2 separate regions of the Mus musculus genome follow, and region 1 is linked to region 2. The links are chromatin contacts, called in public Hi-C maps. All regions are on one chromosome and are shown on one strand. The core of a region is the stretch at or near the end of the contact, and the rest is flanking DNA. Distances in the headings are between cores, read along the strand shown.

Evidence for each region. Hi-C and Micro-C count contacts between places; a contact is called where the count stands out from the background.
Region 1: a Hi-C map of pro-B cells shows a contact between it and region 2, with 4 times the contacts expected there. The contact joins two enhancer-like sites. A contact is called at or near these places in 2 of 484 Hi-C or Micro-C datasets (pre-B cells and pro-B cells) and 5 of 115 datasets of contacts at active chromatin or transcription factors (astrocytes, fibro-adipogenic progenitors, large pre-B cells and 1 more).

What each region holds. Positions count from the first base shown.
Region 1 is chr3:52,320,781-52,326,439 of GRCm38.p6, forward strand. All of the region lies in intron 1 of Foxo1 (forkhead box O1), which reads left to right. Among named protein-coding and RNA genes, the nearest start is that of Foxo1, 55 kb to the left of the region's middle. Within about 2 kb of position 2,396, at least 46 of the 459 cell types and tissues checked have an H3K27ac peak or open chromatin away from gene starts, as enhancers often do. A contact at or near this core is called in pre-B cells and pro-B cells, where this site is marked.
Region 2 is chr3:52,630,634-52,636,505 of GRCm38.p6, forward strand. No RefSeq gene overlaps it. Among named protein-coding and RNA genes, the nearest start is that of Gm30235, 16 kb to the right of the region's middle. Within about 2 kb of position 3,963, at least 95 of the 459 cell types and tissues checked have an H3K27ac peak or open chromatin away from gene starts, as enhancers often do. A contact at or near this core is called in pre-B cells and pro-B cells, where this site is marked.

The DNA.
Region 1 (5,659 bases), core at 1,146-3,645, 310 kb before region 2:
GTTGAACAAGAAGAGCTGCTTGCTGACTTCTGGGGCAGTACGCTGAGGTGATGTTTAAGGAGACCCTTATAAAAGTCAAGCCTTTCTTTGAATGTTTTACCATGTAAATATATTTCAAAAAAAGAAGAAGAAGAAGAAGAGGTGACCAGTACAGTTCTTGCTGAATGACAAAGCACTTCAAAATTCAATGGCTAAACCAGCAGTTTCAGTAGGACCAGGAAGACTGCTCCTTTTGGCTGCGTATTTGGAGTGGGCAGGGATGGTCCAGAACCTGAGTGTGCGGCGTGAGTGAGAGGCTGTATGCTGGCGCAATGTCAGCAGCTGGGGCTCCACAAGCAGGAACATTTCTTCCTGCTCCTTCAAAACAGAAAAACTCACTTTGTGGCTTTCGCATCAAGTTATTCAACCATATATATACATGTATATGTGTATATACACACACACACACACACATACATACAAATACACACTGACACCTACTACAAGAAAATAGGCACCCAGAACACCAAAACAGTGAAATTTCAAAACAACTGGCTTTTCTGTTCCTAAGTGTTGTCAGTTTATGGACCTACTAAATATTTATTTCTTCAGTTCCAGCTATGTTTACCAACTGGGTCCTGTCCTAGCCTCAGCCTAGGTTGACTCTCCACTGAGTCCCCTCTTCAGTTGGTCTGAGCTGAGTTTGCTTTCTTAGCTTCTGGGAGGAGGTCATAGTACCATGTATTCAAGTGGAATCTCCAACCAGACCACTGTCCACATCTCTGTAGGTCAGAGCAAGTTAGCAACTGTTCTTTCTCCTCAGTGGACCTGCAGAGTGGCACTGTCAGTCCTGTCTAAAGGTTTTTAGAGCCTGAGCATCGTGCTATTCCTATACATAGATTAAAGACCAGAAAGCAGAGGCATGGACTGCAGAAAGATAGACAGTGATAGAATGCAAGAGACTGCTAAAAAGCCAGTGTGGAAAGGTGAATTTAGCTTGAAAGATAATGTGATCTTAGCAGTTTAGTAGTTATAAGTCTGGCTGTGAGTGAACCATCAAAATGTAAGATGTATCCTGCTACCCTAGCATATCAGTTGACTTGTTTATTGATTTAGAGAAAAGCTGCAGAGAAGGCATTACTTGTGGTATATTGTTTAAAGTGGAGTAGCTCTTAGTGTGTGCCCCCACCCCATCTCCCACCCCACCCCCATGCCTACTGGGCTTCCACAGAGCAAACAGATTGAGTTAGTGCCTTGGCGCTCTGGCTTGGTGTTAGCATTGTTTCATCTTCAGCATTTCAGGATTCTCTCTCTGGAACTATCACTTATTGGGCAGCTGGAGTCTGCTCTGCAGAACACAAAGCACGTTTGCCACCCTCTTTCCTCTCTTGGTTGGGTTACTTAGAAAGGGCCTTCTCTAATTTCTTAATTCTATGATCGTAGCATTTAAAGAGTCTTGTGTTCTCAGTTGAATCACTGAGTAGCCAAAAGGTCACTGGCTGGAGGATGCCTCCTGGTTCTTTGCTTCCTGTCTTACACCTGGTGCCTCTTTCCAAGGTTGGCAAATGAAAAGGAAACTTGAGGCAGTCTCTCTCCTGCATTCACTTGACAGGTAACAAGCTCTCACACCCTTGACTTAAACCTGGGAGGAGGTGTGTTTGAGAAGTGATCATTTTTGGGGGGTGAGGGGAGTGTTTTGGGGACAGTGGCCTCCTGGAGTCTTCATGTAAGAAGTAGCTATTAATCTCAGCAGCAGGTAATAGTGTGGTTAGGCCACAGTGTAGGTCCCTCCCTTAGTCTGTTTGCTCGTGTGGCTTAGGTACAAGATACTGCTCAGTCTAGTTCATTGTTATGTAAGAAGAGGTCTGATTGGTCATCTGAGTGGGATTGCCCGTCACTGTTGGCAGTCACTCTTGGACAGCAATGGCATTTTAGAAAACATTTTATTACATCTGGTACTTATTGTATGCACAGGTTCAAGCACAGTTGTGGGACTCTGAGAAGTCACTGCCCCTTCCACTGTGTGGGCAGGCTCTGGGGGTTGATGGTGTGGTCAGGCCCCACAGTAAGTGCCCTTCCCTGCTGAGCCATCCTGCTAACCCAGAGGTGGCGGCATCTAAGGAGTGTTTCAGACTTGTTTCAGAGGTGTTATTGGAGGAGTAGAGTAGGACTCTTAAACGGCAGAGAGGGAAAGGGCTGGCATTCTTATATGTAGACTTCCAGGAAGACTTTTTTTTTTTTTCTATAATTGCATACTTGACAAAAGAGCAAGGCTTTTGTAACTCCTCTCTGCTATTTCCTTCCTCACATCTTTGTTTCTGAGCAGCCTTAAACATTTTGGTTTGGGCGCTGTCTAGTCCTGCTCCAAGGACTGGCTGCAGCTCCTCTGTGAGCTCCTCTATGCAGCCGCCTGGAAGCTGCCCGAGCTGCACGTGTCAACATGCATTTCCTGTGTCTCAGCTCCTGCAAGGCTGCAGTGCCGCTTTGAAATTGCTTTGAAAGACTTGGTAATCTGTTCAGATGTATTTAGGAGGTAGCAGAATTCATTATTTGACTTATGTTACTGGTTAATTACCCAAACTGGAGCATGTTTCTCTTTCCAAATTGAGTGTTGAGAGAATAACAAAGACCAAATATTTTACAACACAGACCTTTGAGTTTAACTCTGAAATAGATCTTTTCTTTGCAGTACTTCTGGTTTTAGTGACACTTACTACTGTGTACTGTCTATTTTTAGCAAACTTTGAATTCTAAGTAAATAAAAAATTAACTAAATTGGTTTTTAAAATAATACAGATTGTACTTTTTTTTAGTTTCCCATGTCCTAATTGGAAAAGAAGGTCTTACTTGGGATAGAAATGCACATTTTGTGCCAGCCTCTTCTTTGGAATTGGCAAGCGTTGTATTGAGTTGTTTATGAGAGTAGATAGAAGTGTTTGACATTTCTTTTAATGCATATTATTGCTGTCATTTTTTTAAATTGACATAAAAGTTGTACACGTTAAGAGGCACCTGGTAAATAAATGTTTCCACATCCTCGAATTGTGATGTTCAAATCAGGGAAAGAGTATCTAGCCTCTTAAATATTCTTTTCAAAAAACATTCAAGATCTTTAAGAAGCTTTTATTGAAATACTTAGCATGTTATCCTCATGCTTTGTCAGCCTGTCACCCAGAGTATTTCTCCCCTCCAGCTGTAATTAAAACCCTTTGACTAAGCCCCGTCCTGACCTCCAGTAGCAATGCTCAGTCAGCGTCTGTTGAAACCAACATTCTATATTGCATGTACTGGTGAGACTGTATAGCTGTCTTATATAATGTGCTTCAGGTCTGCTCACGTTTAAATGGTAAGACGTTGTCCTTTTTATAGCTGAATAGATAGTCCATGATGTGTCGTTATACACTCGTCAGTTACCACCTGTCTTAGGGATAGTAGATATCAGTGGTGCTTTGAGACCATTTGTGTTTGCTCTGTTTGTTACTGATGTAGTGACAAACCTTTTTTTTTAATGAATTTATTTATTTATATGTATGAATACACTGTTACTATCTTCAGACACACCTGAAGAGGGCATCCGATCTTGCTACAGATGGTTATGAGCCACCATGTGGTAGCTGGGAATTGAACTCAAAACCTCTGGAAGAGCAGTCAGTGCTCTTAAATACTTAGCCATCTCTCCAGCCCCAGACCTTGTTTTTACCAAGAAAAGTCGCATATGTGCCCACTTGACTTCATTGAAGATTTATTTAAGGCTTGGCCTGAGTAAACCTAGGCTTAGGGGTTAATAGATGAGGGAATAGAGGAGAATTTTTATTGTGCTCTAGTCTCTTTAAATGGTTTCATCCTTTTTGGTTTTTTATTTAAAATTTTTTCAGTCACAGAGAACCCTCTCTCAAAAAACAAACAAACCAAAAAACAAAAACAAAAAAATTTTTTTCAGTCTAATACAGTTTGATCATGCTTTGCCTCCCCTACTGCCTCCTCACTCTCAAAACAAACAAGCAAGACAAACAACTCCAAAATGTTGGAGTAGCAAACCAACAAGATTTTTAAAAAGCCAAAACAAGATAAAAAGCCCTCTAAAACACATGGTTGTGGGGTTATTTATTTATTTATTTTTGCGTTAGCCAACTACTCCTGAACACCTCATTGGAAAAAGCAGATTTTTTTTCCCTTTGCCAGCAGATAAAAATCGAAAATCACTTCCTGGTTGGAGTTGGGTGGGTAGAACCACCCATGTCCCCTTCCCACTCTTAGTACTGGACCCTCGTCTGGCTTGAACTCGTGCATGCTGCCGCAGTCTGAGTTCATATGTACATCAGTCCTGTTATATCTGGAAGACAGAGCTTCCTTGGAGTCATCCCTGACCCCCTACCTCCCCTTCCCTGAAGCTCCCTGGGCCTGGAGGGGGAGGGGTTTGATGATGACATCCCATTCAGGGCTGGATGCTCCAGCTAGGTGTGGGGATACACACCCTGAATGCCAGCAGCACTCAGGAGGTAGAGGCAAGCAGATCTCTTGAGTTCAAGTTCCATGTTGTTCTACCTAGCAAGCTGCAGGCCAGCCAGGGCTACACTGGGACGCTGTCTCCAAGCATGCTGGCGGGCCTCTCAGTGTCTACATGCTGTGGTCTCTAGGTTAGTTAGGGCATAGCAATATAAGCTTAGGAGCAGGATAATAGTGGATGTTCCCCTTAGGCCCAGTACTATCCAGTCTTGGGTTCTTTGCCATTTCAGAGGTGTGGTTTCAGCTTATGGTCACCTGTTGGCTTAAAATAAGTCCCCTTGAACACAAAGTTGTGAAGATGTGTTCCAGTTTTATAAATAAATAAATAAATAAATAAATCTATCTGGTCTTGATTCTTTTAGATGTTTTGGTTTGGCAATTATGAAGGAGTGTAGCCATTTTTTTTTCTTTCCACTTGATGGAGAAGAGAAAGGATTATGGGATTCCTGCTTGGTTCACTTGAGATAGTCTCTTGGCAGTCTTCAGGCGCTGTCAAAGAAGCGAGGCTCGCCAGTAAACATAGACAGGTCTGCTTCACAGCCGCCTCTGGCCTCGGCGAGCAGAGAGTTGAGGGGATTTTGTTTGGCCTGTTGGAGGGGTGCCCTATCATTTGGACAGGTTGGATAGTGAGTTCCTCTATGTTTTTCCACATCTAGCTTCTATCGATTAAATCTCCTATATAGGATAAATCTCCTATCCTATTTGGTTGGCCCTTCTGTTAATTGTTCGATGCTTATTATCCCCAGATCTCACTGATAACGTACTCTTGAGTCCAATAGCGTGAGAATCATCTCTGTCTAGAAAAAGTTTCTTTTTGGTTCTCATTCAGATGGGTTGCCCCATGGTAAGCCACAGGAGTCACCCTGAAGTCTTAAAGAGGTTGGAACCCATTTCATTCACCCAAATTCAGTTTTAGAGACGAGGAAAGAATACTCCAACTGCTGAAGACAGCACTTCAGTTGGATAGATTTGTACTAAGTGTCTCTGTGAGGCAAGATTTTTGTTCCATTTGCCTTTCCAGAACATTTGCTAGAAATTGCAAAGGAATGGAGAAAGGGCTCCCGTCTCAGTGGGCAGGAGTAAGAGCCAGGGCAGAGACGCTGCTACAGGAGGGAAAGTGGCTTTCTGCAGCCTTGGAAGGAGACTGCCTTCAGCCATGCTTATGATCCTTACG
Region 2 (5,872 bases), core at 2,713-5,212:
TTTTCCTTTTTCTTTAATTTGTTTGTTTTATTTGGTCTACCAAAACCAGGAAGTCAAAGCCATAATTGCTCTTCCTGCGAATCAAGATAAAAAAATCCCTCTTCTGATCTCCTATTGCTACTCAGGGCCCCTTGTTCCAAGTTCCTATGCTGGGCCCCATGACATCATGTAGGCAGAAATGGGAGAAGAGAGGCTTCTCCTGATGGTTAGAGAGAGCTGAGCCTCTCGGGGCCCTAAAAGGTAGCAGACATGATAAAGTGCAGTGGCATTGTGTGAACTTCACTCGAGGGCATCATAACTCAGAGGTCTGAGGTTCTGACCTTCAGGTGATGCTACGCCTGCCTTAGTGCTTCTCACAGTGGAGCAGCAGCCCTAGGCCTGCTGGGAACTGAGTGAGAAAGGTGTTTCTAAGTGTGGGATCGAGGATGGGTGTCTTTTAGCACCTTGTGCTGAGTCAGAAGCGCATGTTCAATTGTTCTGTAGATTGCTCAGCCTCTCTAATTCACCTGACTCACAGGTTAGTAACTTAGTAATTGATGAGGTAGTCTTTAGTTTTTACCAGTGAGTCACAAGTGTGTGTGGGGGGGCTGATAGCAGTTCAAGTTGTTTCATGATGTCACTGGGATGTAAGGATGCTTCTCTGACTCTTCAAGAGGCAGTCGCTTGCCAGCCAAGGTCATTCTGCATCCATCTGTTAGAGACAGGCTGGTGTCACTTCTGGAGCCCCCATATACCTGGTTCCCCACAGGGGAGAGGGAGGATAAATGAGGTTGTATGTGTAAAATGTTTGACAACTTGGGCAGAAACCTCCAGGTAGAGGAGGTTTCCTACCACGATCCCATCCCCTCAAATAGTCTTTCTACCACTCCTCATGGACACTGAAAACCCCCTGCCCTGGCAGCTGTGCCAAAACCTGCCTTGTAGCCTGCTCATTCATAGTCCATCACTGTCTACCGGGAAGCCATGTTCATTCCAGTCTCAGTGGTCCTTTGGGGGCATTGCTGTTTTCCTGGTGCACATGTTAGACTCTCTCCCCCTCCTTTTCTCTTTAGTACTACACCTTCAGCACCAGATCTCCTCGCCATGGCCCACTCTCCCACTCTGAGCCAGTTCCTGTGGGTGACTCATGAAGGCCAGTTCTCCTCCGCTGATGCGCTGGTAGTACCTGGCTGTGTTCATCTCTTCATGCTTCCATCCAGATTCTATTTGAGGGTCTGCTGTATGCCATACATGCGCTTGTAAATGAGTTGGAGACATAGGAAGCAAATGTATACTCTACATCCTTCTGCAGTATATGAATCTATGTCTCAAATGCATACAACCAAATGGTAAATATGATTCAAAGTGATTATTTCACACCACAGGGAATTCTGTCTGCCTGAACAGCGTGCTTAGCTTACTGCCAGATAGACCTAGGAGTATTGCTGAGCCCAGCTCTCCCTTCCTGTAAGTCTCTGTCGATTATCTGGGTTCCCCCATTCCCAGAGCCATGCCCCCCTTGCCTATGTGGAGACGACAGCCTTCTCCTCTCCCTCTTGTTCTCCTAAGGCTGAGAGTGGGTGCTTGCACCATTAAGATCTGACCTGTTCTTGCGTCACCACTTGCCTCTGGATTGTTCCTCTCTCTCAATGTCTTTATTGGGGTGAGAAGATCAGAATCCAAAATTGTATTCTGCACTTAGCTGGAGAGAGAAGTCATAAAGACAAATAAATGAGGAGTAATAAATATGATGAATATAAAATAAGCTCCCCGCCTTATCTAGAGAGAATTTCAGTGTGTTGGAATCTGCCTATAAGTTGAAAGGATGCATTCAATCATATATTATTCAGATTCTTTTACAGGTGGGTTTAAGTAGTTAAGTATGCAGAGCAGGTTTCTCCACTAGACATATTGATTCAACATCTGAATCGTCATTCATCAAGGACAAGGACCATCCTTCTTTAGCCTTGGTACAGTTGTTAGCAAGCCAAGCTTTTATTATAGCTGAGTTCTATGCATGTATGGTCACTGATTTCATGTGTCTAGAGAAACAACTGTCACACTGGTAGTCCCCAGTCCCCCAGATCTGGATCATTGTTCTAGAACCCCAAAGTCATGAGCCACTCCCTTCTTTTGACTAGGGTAGAGGGAACAGTCCCATTAAAGAACAGTCCAGCAGGGGGTACCTGAAGCCATGTCTGGAAATCCAGCCTACAGCCTACTTTCCTGTTTTCTGAGCACTGGTTTTCCTGTTTAAAATAGTTACAATGGCCTCTGCTTCCTGCTGCCAAACCCTGATAGAAAATGGTAGCATATGAACGGTGATTTATCTTTTACCTTAATTTTAAAATATGTCCTAGGATTGCTGCAGTTACATCCAGTCTGGCGACTACAACATGAGAACTCAGGTTCCAGCTCTGTAGCCGATGGGTACCTGTGCGTGTGACTTTAAAATGATTTTAATCACTTGAGAATTTCACACAATGTATTTTCATCATAATGATCTCCCCTCCCTCTTCAGGAGCATATAATCTTAAACAGCACTTCAACTTCTAAAGTCCTGTTTCCCTAGCTGCCAAATGAGGCACACACTGCTTGCTTCTCCCACCCGTCCTTAAACGCAGAGAACGTATGTAGCTTTGAGCAATGCAGTGTGACTGTTTGCTTTTCTCCTTGATACAATCCACTGTTATTCCTACAAACCCCAGCTTCTTCCTTTCTGAATGCATGTTGGAAAGCTGATATTCAACACAAAGTGGAAAAAATCAAATCAACTGTCCTGCCTCACATTCTACTCGGGATGCCCTAGGGGAAATTTCAAAGCAATGGTTCTGAAACTATCTACAGCCATAGCTGACATACATATACTCAGACTAATGGAGAAACTGAAAGGTGGTGGGCCTTTCAAAGTCAGACACCTCTCAAGACCGACATTCCTATCGTCTACCCTGTCAGCCCCATGGCTGAAATAAAGTCCTGTGGGTGTGAAGTCAGAATCATCACAGCAGCGAATCATCGCGCGCTGGCTGCAGATCACGCAGTTCTCTAACACCGCTGAGAGTATTTGCGATGCAAAAGGCTTTTTTTGTTAGACTTGAGCTGGCTCATGCAGGTGGTTAAAAGCATATTAGGGAAACTGTTCTCATAAGCAAATTACATACCCATTAACACGAACCATTAAAAAATGAACTACGGAAATAAGTACAGTGATATTTATATGTCTTTCATGCCTGATAAAGCCTGTTTGCTGGTGGGACAGACAGCCCAGCAAGCCGCAGCTGAGCCTCCGTGCAGGTGCCACGCCCAGGATTATCCTCACCCACTGTTGCTCTCTGACAGGATCCCTTCTTTTGCCTAGACAGTATTCATCTTGGGGTCTCTAATCAAGGCCTGTACTTCGAGGAGAAAATTGAGATTAATACCTCTCTACTGGCAGAGATTCTAAGCATGACCATAGTTTCTGTCTCCCATGAATTAATCATTTTATTACTTCTAGATTTTAATTGTCCAAAGCCAACTTCCCAATGTATTCTCTACAGGTATCCTCACCATTGCAAAGCGGGTCTCATTTGCTTAATTTGCTAGATAAGGAAAACAACTTTGGGAGCTAATGTTATTTAGGTATATTCATTTTATTTATCTATTCGGTACTGGGGAAATAATCTAGGGCCTTGAGAATACTAAGGTTCACTTAACCCTGAGCTTCGTCAACTTTAATTATTTTAATTAGCATTTTTAGTTAATGGAGATTGGAATAGAATAGCAATAGGAAATTAATAAAGTTTAATGAGCTCAATTTGAATGGATCTAGCATCTTACTGTTAAAAGAAGCCAGTGCTGGGCGCTGCCCCAGTGAAAGCGATACTGTAACATTCTGGCCTCTTTGCTGTTTCCTGTCTGTTTCCTACTTTGTGTCTGCGCAGTTTTCCCCATGAGCAAACACACATTCATCCAGTGTGACACACATGGCAGGGTAGGCGAGAGGAACTAAAGCAACAGGAAATGGTGTCACCCTTTTGGCTGTGAGCCATTCTATATAGTGTCAAGTGCACTGTATATCAGGGGGAGAACCTGTCTGTCTAATTTACTCTAGTTCTGATTAAAATGAGTGAGTGGAGAGCCTCGTATATCCCGAAGAGCTCCCTCTGCATACATCTGAGTAACCATTAGCTAGAAGTGGCATTTATATCCTTGGAATAAAAAAAAAAGCGGGGGTGGGGCAGGGGATACATACAGAAGAGAAAGACAGGGAGAACCATGTAAATTACTTTTGCTTTGTTTTTATGCATATGAACATCTTATTCATCTGTCTGAGTACCCTGTGCATCCTGTGAGTGGAGTTATGAACTGTCGTGAACTGCAAATGTGCATGCTGGCAATGGAACCCAGGGCCTCTGCACGAACAAATGCTCTTAACCATTGATCCATCCCTCTGGTCCAGGAAGAAACACTTACGAGAGAAGATCTATAGCTGTTTGCCAGAAGTGATATTTAAAAAAAAATCATTAAAAAAGTGAATGTCAATAAATAATGCTAGAATTTTCAAGTATATAGTTTTTATTTTCTTAATTTAAAATTTTAAATTCAATTATATTCTTGAAGTGTATTAGACTTTATTTTATTTGTACTGTGTACAGGTGTATAAGTGTGTGCGTGGGGGCGGGCATGGACATGGCCTATGTGCACGTGGAGGCAACTGATTTTCTCCTTTCACGCTTGTGGATACTAGAGATTAAATTCAAGTCATCAGGCTTGGTGGCAGGCATCTTTACCTAACGAGATACTAGAGATTAAATTCAAGTCATCAGGCTTGGTGGCAGGCATCTTTACCTAACGAACCGGCTTGCCAGCCCCAAGTTTGTAGATTTTCTATGTCCTGTCTTTTTAGAGCTTCACAGTAACCCTGTGTAGTAGGTAGAAATATTGCTCTAATTTCAAGTTTGTGTATAAAGAAACTAATTTAGGTTTGAGACATAGCTCAGTGTTTGAGCACTTAAGTGACATTCTTAATCCAGCACCACAGGGAAAAGAAAAAGAAAAAGAAAAAGATTTGGTTCAATAACGTCTCTTTGACCTGTGGACACCGCAAATTTCATTATAAATGATTTAGAGAAGTGTGCATATCTGAATAATGTATTAGCTACTATTTTGTTTCTAGATGTCAGACTATTCTACTAATTAATTTAATGTCACGTCAGGATTAGAATCAGGCAGGGATACCCTGGAGCAGACAGAAACATGACATGACTGCCTTCCAAATGAGAATTTTGCTTCTATGAGCAGTCATGTTGGCCTGGCTGTGTATCTATTAAGCTCAAAGTATGGAGCAAGCGAAACCTGCCAGACATTTGTCGATGTTTTTCTTGCTCTGCCTGATAGAAGTTATCTATCCCAGCTGATGAGATGGTTCAGTGGGCAAAGGAGTTTGTTGCCAAGCCTATGGCCTGAGTTTGATCCCTGGAACCCCATATGGTAGAAGGAGAGACCCAAATCTCTCAGGTTGTCCTTTGATCTCCACGGATGTACAGTGTCATGCATGCATACATACATAATATACACTGCTCCCCCCAATGTGTCAGCAAATGTAAAACAGAAAAGAAAGTTTGGGGACTGGGCTCAACTCACAGAAATGGTTACCCCAAGGACCTGATGGCATGAGCCCAGACTTTGGAACCTACATGGAGATGGAGGAGGGGTGAAGCCAACTTCACAGATCTGACCTCTAACCTCTTCACTGTGCTATCGCACACATACACACACTACACACACCACACATCACATACATGCCACACATACACACCTCACACAAACTTGTCACATACACCAATGATGATGATGATAATAAATTAAAATATTTAAAGAACATATAGACCCCAAAGAGACACAGAACTGA